2 separate regions of the Mus musculus genome follow, and region 2 is linked to region 1. Evidence: chromatin contacts called from public HiChIP or PLAC-seq data. All regions are on one chromosome and are shown on one strand. The core of a region is the stretch at or near the end of the contact, and the rest is flanking DNA. Distances in the headings are between cores, read along the strand shown.

Region 1 (6,556 bases), core at 891-3,390:
AGTGTATACAAGGCAATTACTTAAGGAGACAGATACACAGTGCATAGCAAATAAAGTTACTTGGAAGTTTCAAAAAAAAAAAAAAATCCTCAGGAAGCTTTAACATGAGCCAGGCAGTGGTGGCGCACACCTTTAATCCCAGCAAGTGGGAGGTAGAGGCAGGAGGATTTCTGAGTTCCAGGCCAGCCTGGTCTATGGAGTGAGTTCCAGGACATCCAGGGATACAAAGAGAAACCCTGTCTCGAAGAAAAAAAAAAAAAAAAAAACCAAACTTTAACATGAAGCTTGATACAATGTTATCAATACAGTTTCTATGATACATGTTTTCTAATTCTGTTTTTTGTTTGTTTGTTTTCTTCCTAATTTTCGCGTTTTGTTTTGTGATATGCAGGCCAAGGCAAGGGTGGAGGTCAGAGGACCACTTTTGGGGGTCCAGACTTTCTTTTCACTGTGGGTGCTGGGGATTGACTGAAGGCTTGTGTGGCAAGTGTTTTTACCAGTAAGCTCATCTCACCATATTCTACTTCTCCTTCTGTATACCCTCTGGCCCTCACTGTGTTGACTGAAAAGTGGGCTTGTTTGCCTATTGAATAGGTCATTCTGAAATGAGTCTTCACCTCAAATATTCCGGGAACCACGACATACCACACCATCCTGAAAATACTGTTCATGTAAAGTGTCATAAATTCAGATAAGCATTTCAACCTACAGGATGTCACTACCAGCCGACAAATGTCCTATACTGCACTCTGAATAGAATAGCATCCATCTGCCACCCCTTCACAGCTACTGAAGAACTAAGCAGCAGACATGATAAGACAGCTGGATACACCAACCTCAGTCATTTCCTGGAAGCACACTTACAAAGATGCCTGATTCAAAAAAAAAAGATTGTGAAAGACTTAATTTTATGTCTAACGAGAATGATCCACAGCTGTGGAAATTTGAGAAATGATAGAGCATGCCTAGTGGCTAGAGATTTTATGGCAGAGAAAGCAATACAGAGATGAAAGAAGGGGGCAGGGGACGGGATGTATTTTCCAAACCAGGGTTGTGTAGCATTCAGCTCAGACTAGCTCAGTACTCAAAAAGCACAGCTCACAAGCAGAAACACTCAGCTCTTTCAAGTCCAGAACCCCTCAGAAGAAACAGACCAGACTACTGTTCTCCATTTCTTAGGGGATTTGAAAAAAAAAAAAAAAAAAAAAAACCAGACTGGCCTTTGAGGTGAGTGGATGAACAGTTAGTCCTCTGTGTGCCCCACGTATGCACTCTCTCCCAGCCAGCCCCTCCTCTCTTTCTCAACCAACCCTATTCAATTACGCGTAGTACGTGAAGATTTTTAAGATCTCACAAAAACATGGTCTCTGAAGCCCCCAAGAAAGGCCTTCCCTGACATTAAGTATAACGTCCGAGCGTATGTGTCCAGAGGCCAATAATGAACTGCGTGAGCCACACACACCCCCAGGATAGTATAGGATAAATGCCTTAGGGATGCATCTTTAAGGGGCTTTGCTTTCTACATTTAGGGGCTACCAGAGGAGAGCAGCAGCCTCCCAGGTGAGCAGACTCTAATCCCCAACAAAGCTTAGGACTGTGAAGCGTCCATTAGGCCCCACGGAGAGGACCCTTTCCTTCGGGGGCGGGGGGGGGGAGGGCGTTTGGCTTTCTGAAGCGGCGGGAAAATCTCGTTGGTTTCAAATCGGAAAATGGAAAGAACTGGCTTGAAGACGCGCGAGTTGCGAAATTAAAAGCTCGGCTCGGCTGACCTCCTGCAAGCGCACGACGTGATTCTCGCCGGGCCCGAAAAAGGGGACCAGGATGGTGCAGTAGAGAGCCCCGCCGCGAACGGGGAGCGGACCCGGGACCGCGCGCGCACCTGGGCCGCGAGGAGGGGGCATCCCGAAAGGATCGGTGCTTACCCACTTCCAAAGCAGGGACACAGCGGCCGTGCAGATCCCGTTCTCTCGGACAGCGCCTTCCTCCCAAGCCGCAGGCTCTACCCACCGCTCCGCCCGCCGCTCCCCGAGTCCCCGGCCCGCGGCCGTATTTAAATACTTCTGCCGGGGAAGGCGGAGGCTTCATTCCCCTGCAGCCAAGCCTCCCGGGACTCTGGACCCGGCCACCGCCCCGCGCTGCCCCGCCTCCCTCCGCTCCAGGCCCCCCGGGCAGGCCTCTATTTCCTTCTGGACCCAGAGCGGCAGAGGGGGCGGGATCCGAACTGTATGACCACGCCCCTTGAGGAGCAGGGCGAATCAGCTCCAGCTAAGTCACGGGCTCCGCCCTCGCCCGCAGCGAGCGGCGCTGGGCGTGGCTGCGTGCGCCGCTGGTCCCGCTAGGCTGACTAGCTGCAGGGAGGGGCGTCGTGGTCCCTGTTGGTCATCCTTGTCTGTGCTCCTTCCCCGCTCTGGGTCCCTGGAATCTGGCATGAGGAAGGTTCGCGCGTGCCAAGTGAACCACCCGTGATCATAGGGCCTGGGAGGGGAGAGCGAGCCCACAGAAAAAGGTCTTCCGGCTTTCTGACTCTTCCCCTTATCCTGGAGCCCGAGCTCCGTTCTCGGCCCCTGGACTCTGATGGAGGGCCTCCCCTGCTCTCCTAAGCTCTTCAAGCCCCTGAGTCCGCCGCGCCCTTCAGACAGTTGCCCAGAGTTTAGTCACGTCCCATCCGGATGGCGCCGGGTCTGGGAAGGAGATACCTCAGGTCAAAACGATGCTGAGTTCCATAATGACTGAACCAGTGTCTCCGGGTTGGTCCTTGGCCAGAGAACCCGGGCGCCCACGCCTGGAGGGCGTATTTTCCAGGAAAACTTTCCAGCCAAATTCTAAAAGGGAGGTTGTCTGTATGATGCATAGCAAGGCGTATGCAACGTAGATATGTGTGGGTGTTAATTTGCGTGTGTGTGTGTGTGTGTGTGTGTGTGTGTGTGTGTGTGTGTGTGTGTGTGTGTTACTAGAGATTGAACTCTAAGCACTCTACCACCGAACTGTCCCCAGTCCTTACAAATGCATAGAAAGTAAAACTGTCCCCTGGAGAAAGGGCTAAGATGTTTACTCCCCAGGACCCATATCAGAGGACTCAACACTGCCTAAAACTCCTGCTCCAGGAGACCACGCTCTATCTACCAGCACGAACATACACAGACATCTGTATGCATAAACTTTTTTTAAAAGGCAAAATTATTTAGCCTGCCCACGGGAGTTTTTTGAGACATGGTCTCTGTGTAGAGGTGGCAGATCTGGAACTCAGTATATAGTTCAGACTGGCCTTTTACTTGCAATGATCCCCTTACTTGACCCCTCTGCCCTCCCTCCCCCAGGGATCATGATTACCGCCACGCCCACTTTTAATGTGAAGGTTTGTTCTGTTTCTTTTGCTGCTAGAGATCAACTTAAGCCTAAAAATCAAAAAGGAGAAAAGGCCAGGCACAAATACCTCATTGGTGGTGATATGTTCTGAGAAATGTGTTCGGCACATTTGTTCTGCCACGTCATCATGTACTTACTCAAACTTCGCTGGGAACATCAGTACTCGGTATAATCCGGGACCACCCTATATGAAGTCAGCCCTTCGTGAAATGATGTTATGAAGTGCTTGACTGTACCTCATGGGGGAAAGTAATTAGGAAATGTTGGAAGCACATTCAAACGCCGTAGGTCTGAGGAGGAGGCCCAGTGGGTAAAGCGGTTGCTATGTAAGCATAGAGGTCTATGTTCAGGTCCCTCGGGTGCAAGTGAAAAGCCAAGTGCTGAGACTGGAAATATAGCTGCTCAGTAGTTAATAATGAAGACTGCTCTTCAGATCCCAGCACCTGCCTCAAGGAGGCTCACAACCACCCCAGACCCGGAGACCCACAGAGACACGAGGCATACTTTGATGTTGTTTTTGTTTTTCGAGACAGGGTTTCTCTGTGTAGCCCTGGCTGTCCTGAAACTCACTTTGTAGACCAGGCTGGCCTCGAACTCAGAAATCCGCCTGCCTCTGCCTCCCAAGTGCTGGGATTAAAGACTTGCGCCACCATGCCTGGCTCCAATACTGATTTTACAAACCTGGCAGCAGTTGCCTTAAAAAAAAAAAAAAAAGTTTCTTTTCAAAGTATGCCTGTAATTCCAGCTCCAAGGGATTCAAGGCACCTGGTCCTTGAGGGCACTTGTACTCATGTCCACATACACATATAAGATACATACATCCGTACATATGTATTTGGGGTGGGTTATGCTATTCTCTCCCTCACAGTACACTGAGACATATTATTTCTGTCCCCTAGGCACATAACCTGTAGGTAAACAGTTATAGAATGCTTTCAAATACCAAGATGGTGAGGATTTGGGCTGTTTGTGTTTATCTCTTTATAAACAAGTGTCCTTTAGTTACTGACAGGGTGGCTTAATGTATAGGGCTTTGGTTTGTTTTGGAGTTTTTAGGCAGTAATTGTGTGTGTGCATGTGTATGTCCATGTGTGTACTCTGGTATATGGCATGGCAGAGGGCAGTTAGTGGTCAGCTACATGAATTCCAAGCATTTTCAAGCTGTTACTCATAGGATGTTAGGTCCACCACACAGATGGGCAAGGAATGGCTATTTAGAAGGCTAAAGATAGCCCAAGATAAACTGTAATTAGGCTCTTGACCTGCAATATTCCAATCTCCCCAGACCACTGATGTTCTAATCAACCAACTTTTGCAAAAATAGCTTCTTTCCAGGAATTCTCCTTCACATTGCCTCCATCTGTTCTGTGTGTTGATCTCCCACATGCAATTTCAGTTTGTAAATGATTGATCTGTTTGTTTGTGGATTTTTTTTGGTTTTGTTTTCCCAAGTCAGGGTGCTCTCTACGTAGCCCTGGCTGTCCTGGAACTTGCTCTTAACCACTGAGCCATCTCTCCAGCTCCTGTATAAATACTATTAATTGCGTTCTTTGGGAAATATCAAATAATCACACAAACATATGCAAAAGTAAAACGTCTTTATCGGGAGGGATGCACTGAGACAGGCTACGTAGTCCTGGCTGGCCTGGAACTCATATGTAGACCAGGATGGCCTCAAACTCAGAAATCTGTCTTCTTCTGTCTTCTGAGTTCTGAGATTAAAGATGTGCGCCACCTTGCAAAGCTAAAGACACAGCCTTTATGAAGATGTACTAGGTCTCCTGCTACTCAAGACATGGAAGCAAGAGGAGCAGGCGTTCAAAGCCATGGATGGTGTTATTCTCTGCTGGTGAAATGAACCAACTGAAGTCAGATTAGAGTATATAAAGGCAGGTTTACTGGGAAGCTGTCCTGGGGCACGTTCACTGGTTCCACCACGGAAGGAGGCCAGGGGAGTTGCCAAGGGGAGGGGAGACAGGGAGGATGGGGAAGAGAAAGAGCAAGTGTATACGGGAGGCGGGGGAGGTGGGAAACAGAGAGAGAGAGAGAGAGAGAGAGAGAGAGAGAAATGTGAAAAGAGGGAGGGGGAGAGAGAGAGAGAAGAGAGAGGTGTGAAAAGAGGGAGAGAGAGAGAGAGAGCGCGTGCGCAAATGTCTGGATTATATAGGAAAGAGCCTTTGGAGGAGGGGAAGCCCAGCCCCAGGGTGGAAACTTTAGGGCAGAGGGCAAGGTATGGGAGCCATGCCCTGTAATAGGTAGGGACTGAGGGACAGGGTGAACCTGAAGGCCAGGTGCTCTTTGGTATGTTAAATATGCTCCTCAGTCCCTTGTCCCAGGTCAGAAACCTATCAATCCTCAGTTACATAGATAGCCTAAGCTACAAGACTCAAAACCCAGATACAGGGGAAATATTTAGCAGAGCAGAGCAAGTCATGAATACCTCCACAAGCCGAGAGAGCTTCGCTCCTAAAGAAAACATAGCGAGAAGAAACCGAGCTAAGAGTTAAGAGAGGGATGAAAATGACTGTCTGGGGGCTGGTGAGATGGCTCAGTGGGTAAGAGCACCCGACTGCTCTTCCGAAGGTCCGAAGTTCAAATCCCAGCAACCACATGGTGGCTCACAACCATCCGTAATGAGATCTGACTCCCTCTTCTGGAGTGTCTGAAGACAGCTACAGTGTACTTATATATAATAAAAAAAATAAATAAATCTTAAAAAAAAAAAAAAAGAAAATGACTGTCGGGGAGAGGCTCTGTCATGTAGAATGGAAAGGAGCCTGCCTAAGCCGGCAGCCATGAGATTGAGAGCATAACAGTCTTTAGAGACACTTCAAAGTAAAAGTTTATAAAGACATTGGTATTGTCCTCCACTTCATACCACGCCAAGGATGAAACTTTTATTTGGATGTGTGGGTATAGTACACTCATGTCAAGGTCGGAAGACATCTAGCATTCTGCTCCATTTTTCTTAACTTGAATTCCTTACAGAGTGTCTCAGTGAAGCTGCAGCTAGGCTGCTGGACAGGAAGCAGTTCTCCTTTCTACCTTCCATAGCACTGGGCTCACAAGCCCATGGCCAGGCCAGGCTGTTTACAGGGGTGCTGGGATCTAAACTCGGGTCCTCAGGCTCGCTCAGCAAGTGTTCTTACCCTCTGAACCATCTCTCCATCCTGCCTGAAACTTCTTATTT
Region 2 (6,834 bases), core at 2,867-5,366, 650 kb after region 1:
CACAGTTAAACAGCAACTTGTTGTGAACCAGAAGTTTGGCATTCCATTCAGGTTAACAATTATAACCGAAGGACAACAGAAACTCGCTGGCACCGAGGGAATCAGCACCCACAGCGTGTCAGGTGCTTCTTAGAAGCAGGGTTAACCAAACAGAGGAGGAACCGAGAGGTCCTTAGGCGGCCTGAACCAGAGAACCTCTGTCCCAAGCCCATGTAGAGACAACAGGCACGTACCTGCTTGTGGCGCTCTGAGTAGGACGGGGAAGGACGACTATTTTGCTAACTACGAGCCTAAAAGAAGAGCAAACCTGTCCAGAGAAGCAAGTTTGCTTTGGCAGACAAGGTTAGGCAAATAAAAACACCCCCCACCTCCGTTTTTGTCCCCCACCCCCACCTCCGTCCAGGAGAGTACTCAGAATTCTGCACTTTGTACTTTTAAGTAGAAGTGTGGAGAATTGGAGGATCGGGAGCCTGGCTTTTCTATACTGTCTGTGTGACCTTGGGCTACTATCTCCACGTTATGGAGATTGTTTCCAGATGTATATCAAGCAAACAAAAACAACCACCTCGAGCCAGGGAGGATATCTCGATGGGGGCAGTTCTCTAATCAAGGACTTCTTTAGATCTTCAAATCAGGAGCTGAAATGCTGTAATGGCTGTCTCCTCACATCTTATGAGTATGGACCCCTTAGTTTTCCATGTCGTCCAGTTACAGAGACATCGTTTCAGCAATAAGTTTCCCTTCTCTGGGGTTGGAATGACTAATCAGTTCTGGGTGGGTTTCACAAATGACCCTTTATCTGACTGCTCAGAGGCGTGGCGACAGGGCCGGCCAGCCGGGGCAGTCTCCCCTAGCTTACACAACAGTCTTTGCACACTGCCCTCTAACACAATTAGCTAACCAGACCTGCACAACCACTCCAGCCCGGCCTCTCCGGGCGGTCCCTCTGTCCTCCTTCCCTACCTCACTATCCTAACATGGATTCTTCAGCCCAGGCAGGCCTTGAACTTGGCGATCTCTGCACCGCAGCCTCCTGCTCTGTTGCTCCTCCCTCGTCTTTTTCCCCTCCTGGTCAATCTTCTCCGCTCTCTATTCCTCAGGCTGGGCTGCCAGCCTCAGTCTCCCATTTTCACTGGTCTTGTATGACCCTTCTCCTGGACATTCACTCTTCAGGCACCCCAGTGAGATCAAATGTGCAAAAAAGGTCAAACCCCACAACGTGGGGGTGTTTTCCCCTTTCCAGGGGTCTTTTCTACATATTCCTCTAGGGTACCCCTTTCCACTTTGGTGTTCATGGATTCTAGCCGAACATCTACCATTGCACCCCTAGAATGGAGCCAGCCCCAGGTCTGACTGTGTGGGAATATACTTGAACTTCTGGTGGTGTTTGTCGTGTTTCTTTTTTAATAGGGTCTTAGGCTCTAACCCACACTGGTCTAATTATATGCACTCAATTGTATGGACAGCCCAGATTAACTCAAGTTCTCAGTAATACTCCTGCCTCAGCCGCCCTCGCCTGGTGACTGTACTGTTACAATCGAATTTTGAGGAGTAAAAATGTGAAAATGGCTAACCGCAAAGAAAGGAACGCTCGGTTGATTAAATCCTAGTATACAAAAGGCCACACTTGACGAGGATGTCGTTTAATTTCATTTATGATCTTAGAAACATATTAATGTCAAAAGTAAACTGTGAAGAGATGATAGCAAATGAAATAATAACCATCAAAACCAAGCATCAAGCCAGGTTCAGGAGCCTGACTAGGAGGATCCTTGCCAAGGTTGGGTCTAGCCTGGGCTTTAGAGACTTGTCTCAAAAACCAAAACAATACAAATACCCAAAGTTAGGGAAAGTGGTTTATGTCTGTAATCCCAGCACTTGGAAAGCTGAGCCAGGAGGAGTGCTGGGAGCTAAACCAGACTGAGACACATACTGTGACTCTGTGTCAAAGAAACCAAAACCAAAACCAAGCTTCATCTTATGGGTGATTTCCTCCCATGTGTCACAGGCACTTGCACGTGCAGTGCCTGGGATGACCAGAGAGGGCGCCAGACGCCCTAGAACTGGAATCGCAGATGCTTAAGAGCGGCCATGTGGGTTCCAGGGATAAAATCCAGGTCCCATGGGAACGAAAGCAAGTGTTCTTAAGCACGGAACCATTTCCCAACCTCTACAAATTATTTTTTTAAGACACAGCCTTATGGTGGAGAGATGGCTCAGGAGGTTAAAGGCGCTTGCCGCCAAGCATGACCTGAGTTTAGTCTTCATGACTCAAACAGTGACAGGGAAGAGCAGACTCCCAAATGTTCTCATCTCCACACATGTGCTGGGACACATGCACGCAAACAGGCATGTGCATAAACTAATCAATCAAACAAACCTGCAATACTAATTAATATACCATTAAACACACACACACACACACACACACACACACACACACACAAACAAAACATTGGGGGCTGGAGCAATGGCTCAACAGTTAATAGTACTGACTGCTCTTCCAAAGGTCCTGAGTTCAATTCCCAGCAACCACATGGTGGCTCACAACCACCTGTAACGGGATCTGACACCCTCTTCTGGTGCGTCTGAAGACAGAGACAGTGTACTCATATACACAAAATAAATAATTTAAAAAATAAAAAATAAAAAAGACATAACATTGCTGTGTAACCTTCTCCATCTTGCTGCGACAGCATCTCGAGTGCTGGGCTTTGCCCCCACAACCAGCTCCAAGCATCATTTATTAATTGTCTACAGTTATGGGAAGACAGCAGGGAGGCAACACGGGGCACACCACTGTATTGTTGGCAGTGCGGAGAATCATGTCTCCGTCTGAGCACTTGATCCCTGAGTCCACTTGCATCCTATGTACACTGTAGCCTTTCTCCCTCGTGGCATGCCTAGTGCTTAGACGGAGCTCCACCTCCTCTACTATCAGAACCCATTCCGTTCTTCATTCCTCTCTTCTTCCCCCCCCCCCCCCACGACACTTTTTATTCACTGGAAGATCATTTGTACTACCCAAAACCTATTGAAAAACTACCATGGGGGCCAACCAAATAATACAGATTCCCCCATTCCTATTCCCCTCCCCTCACTGTGCTTACAAACTTGATATTGAAGCTCTGGACGCTCTCTGCAGAGAAATCTGGATTCTACCTAGTACTTGGCATGCTACGATTTAAATATGCTGTCTCATGCTGGTCACAGATTGACCTGTCCCTGAGGAAGGTCATTGATTTCTGGACAGTACATGTTTTCTTTGGTTGGCTCTTTGATTTGTTGATGCAGGGTCCCACTCTGTATCCCTAGCTTCCCATCTTCCCATAACAAACCCCACCTCCATTTCTAATAATTCCAGGTCAAGGTTATGCTCCGTGGTTCTTGGTATACTAGTACATTGGGGGCCTTGGTTGGTTTTGGTTTTGATTTTTGTTTAGTTTTTTTTTTTTTTTTTAAGACATGGCCTCGATACTTAGACCCGGCTGGCCTTAGAGGCCCTTGTTCCTCTGTTTCTGAAGAGCTCTCCCTGGAAATTTCAACTACAGAATTCTGAAGGGCAGAATATTGGATATTGAGAGATCGCTGCTCACTTCTAAGACACCTGTGCACTTTGGTGGCCTAGTTCTGCGCTGAATATATGTAACCCTTGTGTATATATGGCCTGTATAAGACTCTCAGATTTTTGAAAGTAGGTTTGAGCTCTGAAATTTGAGGGCACAGAGAAGAAAGGAGAGGAGGGTGGGACATAATGTGGAAGGTCATTCCCACTCCTTTAAATCTCAAAAGAGGACTTCAAGAGGTCTGGCGCACTCAACTTTGGAAACTGCCTATCACCCATGCTGGCCTCAGCCTACACCCTAAGGAAGTCCCAGTAGCTTTTGGTGTTTTCCCAAATTATCCAGGAAATGGGAAGCTACGATGGGAGAACGGACACAATATGAATCTACACCATCTGGAGCTGGCTTCTACTGGAACATAAGTCACTAGACCCACAGTTCTCAAAGTGAGGTTCCAGGAACCCCAGGAGCTCACGCTGTTTTGGGTACCTAGTTGTCACAGCTGTCTCAGGGGGAATCACTTGTGTGACAGAGCTGCACCAGGGACTTGCCACTTCCCTCCTAGAAAGCCGTTTGTACAAGAGAGAATCGACAACAGCTCCTCAGCTTTGGGCTTCTGGCAGATGCTTTCTAGCAAATGAAAGAAGTACTCCTGTCACTTCAAAGGCCACAGCTGTTTCCAATGCTAGCTGTCAGAGTAAAGTTAAAATTGTAGGGAACTTGCATCTGCTAACACGGACTTGACAGCTTGCCAATAATTAAAGACTGCTTTAGGAATATCAGTTGTGATAGTAACATATTTCAATGCGTACTGTATAACAAAACATATGCCAATGTTTTACAAATAAGTGAACCAATATTCTCCAAATGACCGTGATGACTTAGCATCGTCCTAGGAGAGTTCGACCTAGTCCAAGAACTTCAATGGAACCAAGCATAAAATTTTCATTGATGTGTTTAGAAATTCCGTAATTTAACTAAGCTTTAGGAAACCATCCCTTTCAGGCTGGGAATGTAGGTCAACGGTAGGGCACTTGTCCAGAATAGGAAGGGTCTCTGGATTTGAGTCCTGGGAACAAATACACACACACACACACACACACACACACACACACAGAGAGAGAGAGAGAGAGAGAGACAGACAGACAGACAGACAGACAGACACACACACACAAACAAAACTGCTCCTTATAGAATTTGAATTTAGTTTCAAATAAGAAGGCTTGGGGACACAGGGTGGTGTGTGTGTGTGTGTGTGTGTGTGTGTGTGTGTGGCTAAAATGCAAGCACAAGGATCTGAATTTGGATCCCCAGACCCTATGCACAAGCCAAGCATGGCCTGTGCCACCCCAGTGCTGGGGGATGGGCAGTTAGAGCCAGAACCTCCCTGGATAGCCAGTAGAGCAGACTTATTGAGTCCCAGAATGAGTAGTGAGAGACCCAGGATAAGGTACAAAGTGATTGATGAAAAACATCCCCCAAGATCAACCTCTGACCCCCACATGTATATACATTTACAAACTCACACATACTACACACAGACACACACGCACACAGACACCCACATACATCCCTGGACACATACACAGAGAGACAGACACCCTCATATACAGAGAGACATATACAGAGAGACATATATAGACAGACAGACAGACACACACACACACACACTCACACACCTCACAACAGATGCTCCTAAGCAAGATCTACAATTCCAACTACTCAGGAGAGTCAGAAAATGACAAATTTAGGGCCAACCTGAGCTACAGTTGACCTCAAAGCCAGCAACTCAAAGAGAGTGATTTCCTCTCTCAAGTTAAAAGGAGGAGCTGTAGAGATGGTTCGGGTTTAAGAGCACACTCCGCTCTTCCAGGACCAAAGTTTGGTTCCCGAGACCCTGTAACTCCAGCTCCAGGGAATCTAAGGTCCTCTTCTAGCCTCTACAGGCACCCGCACTAACACGGGAAAGTATGCAATCAGTCCAAAGACAAAGAAACACGTAAATAAAAATAAGTCTTCTAAAAAGAAAACGGAAAACTAAACCATGTTACATGAGGGCTCGAGCTGCAGCTCGGAGGCTGAGTATCTATCTGCCTAGTGCTGAGTCATAACAGCAAAAAACGGAACAAAATCTTCACAGACTTCTGAAAAGTCTGAGCTATACAGCAAGACACCATCTCAAACACAAAAATAAAAGCATGTTCAGTTCTCACAGTTTTAAAGAACATGGTATTAACAGATTTAGCAAATAAAAAAATAATCTTAGTATATATTCTGTGCAATATTTGGGACATAATAATACTAAAAAACCATTTTTTTAAACAACTGTTTTTAAAAAGTATTTTATGTATGAGTACACTGTTGCTATCTTCAGACACACCAGAAGAGGGCATCAGATCCCATTACAGATGTTCATGAGCCACCATGGGAATTGAACTCAGGACCTCTGGAAGAGCAGTCAGTGCTCTTAACCACTGAACCATCTCTCCAGCCCCCTAAAAAATTTTTAACTTCATGAGCTTCCTAAGGAACTGGGCATCCTATTACACTTTATCTGCTTTTAACATGTGCAAGACAAAAACACTGAGAAATGCCAACTTAAACTATGCTTCTCACAGCTGTGCTAAACACTAATACCTTTTTTCCCCTCAGGCAGGGTTTCTTGTAGTCCAGAATGGTCTAGAACTTGCTACTTAGCCAAGGATGACCCTGATGTACTGATCCTCCTGCCTCCACCTTCCAAGTGCTGGGATTAGAGATGTGAATTTCTGCTTTTATTCCTTTTTTATATAATATATATATATATATTTTTTTTTTTTTTTTTGAGACAGGGTTTCTCTGTATAGTCCTGGCTGTCCTGGAACTCACTCTGTAGACCAGGCTGGCCTCGAACTCAGAAATCTACCTGTCTCTGCCTCCCAAGTGCTGGTGCCCGATGCACCACCACCGCCCGACAATATTTTTATTTTTAAGATTAATTATATCATTTCTCCCCCCTTTCTCCCTCCAAACCCTCCTGTGCAACACTCCCCAGCCCCAACTGACAAATTTATGTCCTCTTTTCAAAAAAAAAACTTTATATATAACACACACACACACACACACACACACACACACACACACACAGGTTCACATGCACAGAGTCTCAGGGCTGACCATTTGCTATACTTCCTTCTTATTTACTTATTATTTATTTTGGGTTGGGTTGGGTTTTGGGAGGGGGCACAGCTTCACTCTGTAGACCAGACTAGCCTGGAACTCCCTGCCTTAG

What was found. HiChIP or PLAC-seq counts read pairs in DNA pulled down with a chosen protein or histone mark.
Region 2: an H3K4me3 HiChIP or PLAC-seq map of pro-B cells shows a contact between it and region 1, with 5 times the contacts expected there. The contact joins the enhancer-like site here to the promoter of Ugdh in region 1. A contact is called at or near these places in 1 of 39 promoter capture datasets (pre-B cells), 1 of 484 Hi-C or Micro-C datasets (the HPC-7 cell line) and 4 of 115 datasets of contacts at active chromatin or transcription factors (embryonic stem cells, memory CD8 T cells, pancreatic cancer cells and 1 more).

The regions. Positions count from the first base shown.
Region 1 is chr5:65,433,702-65,440,257 of GRCm38.p6, forward strand. Ugdh (UDP-glucose dehydrogenase) reads right to left here and starts at 2,141. Exons shown (of 12, transcript NM_009466.2): 1 at 1,923-2,141.
Region 2 is chr5:66,081,540-66,088,373 of GRCm38.p6, forward strand. The region is part of intron 3 of Rbm47 (RNA binding motif protein 47); the gene reads right to left. Among named protein-coding and RNA genes, the nearest start is that of Gm26725, 66 kb to the right of the region's middle. Within about 2 kb of position 4,117, at least 37 of the 459 cell types and tissues checked have an H3K27ac peak or open chromatin away from gene starts, as enhancers often do. A contact at or near this core is called in memory CD8 T cells and pro-B cells, where this site is marked.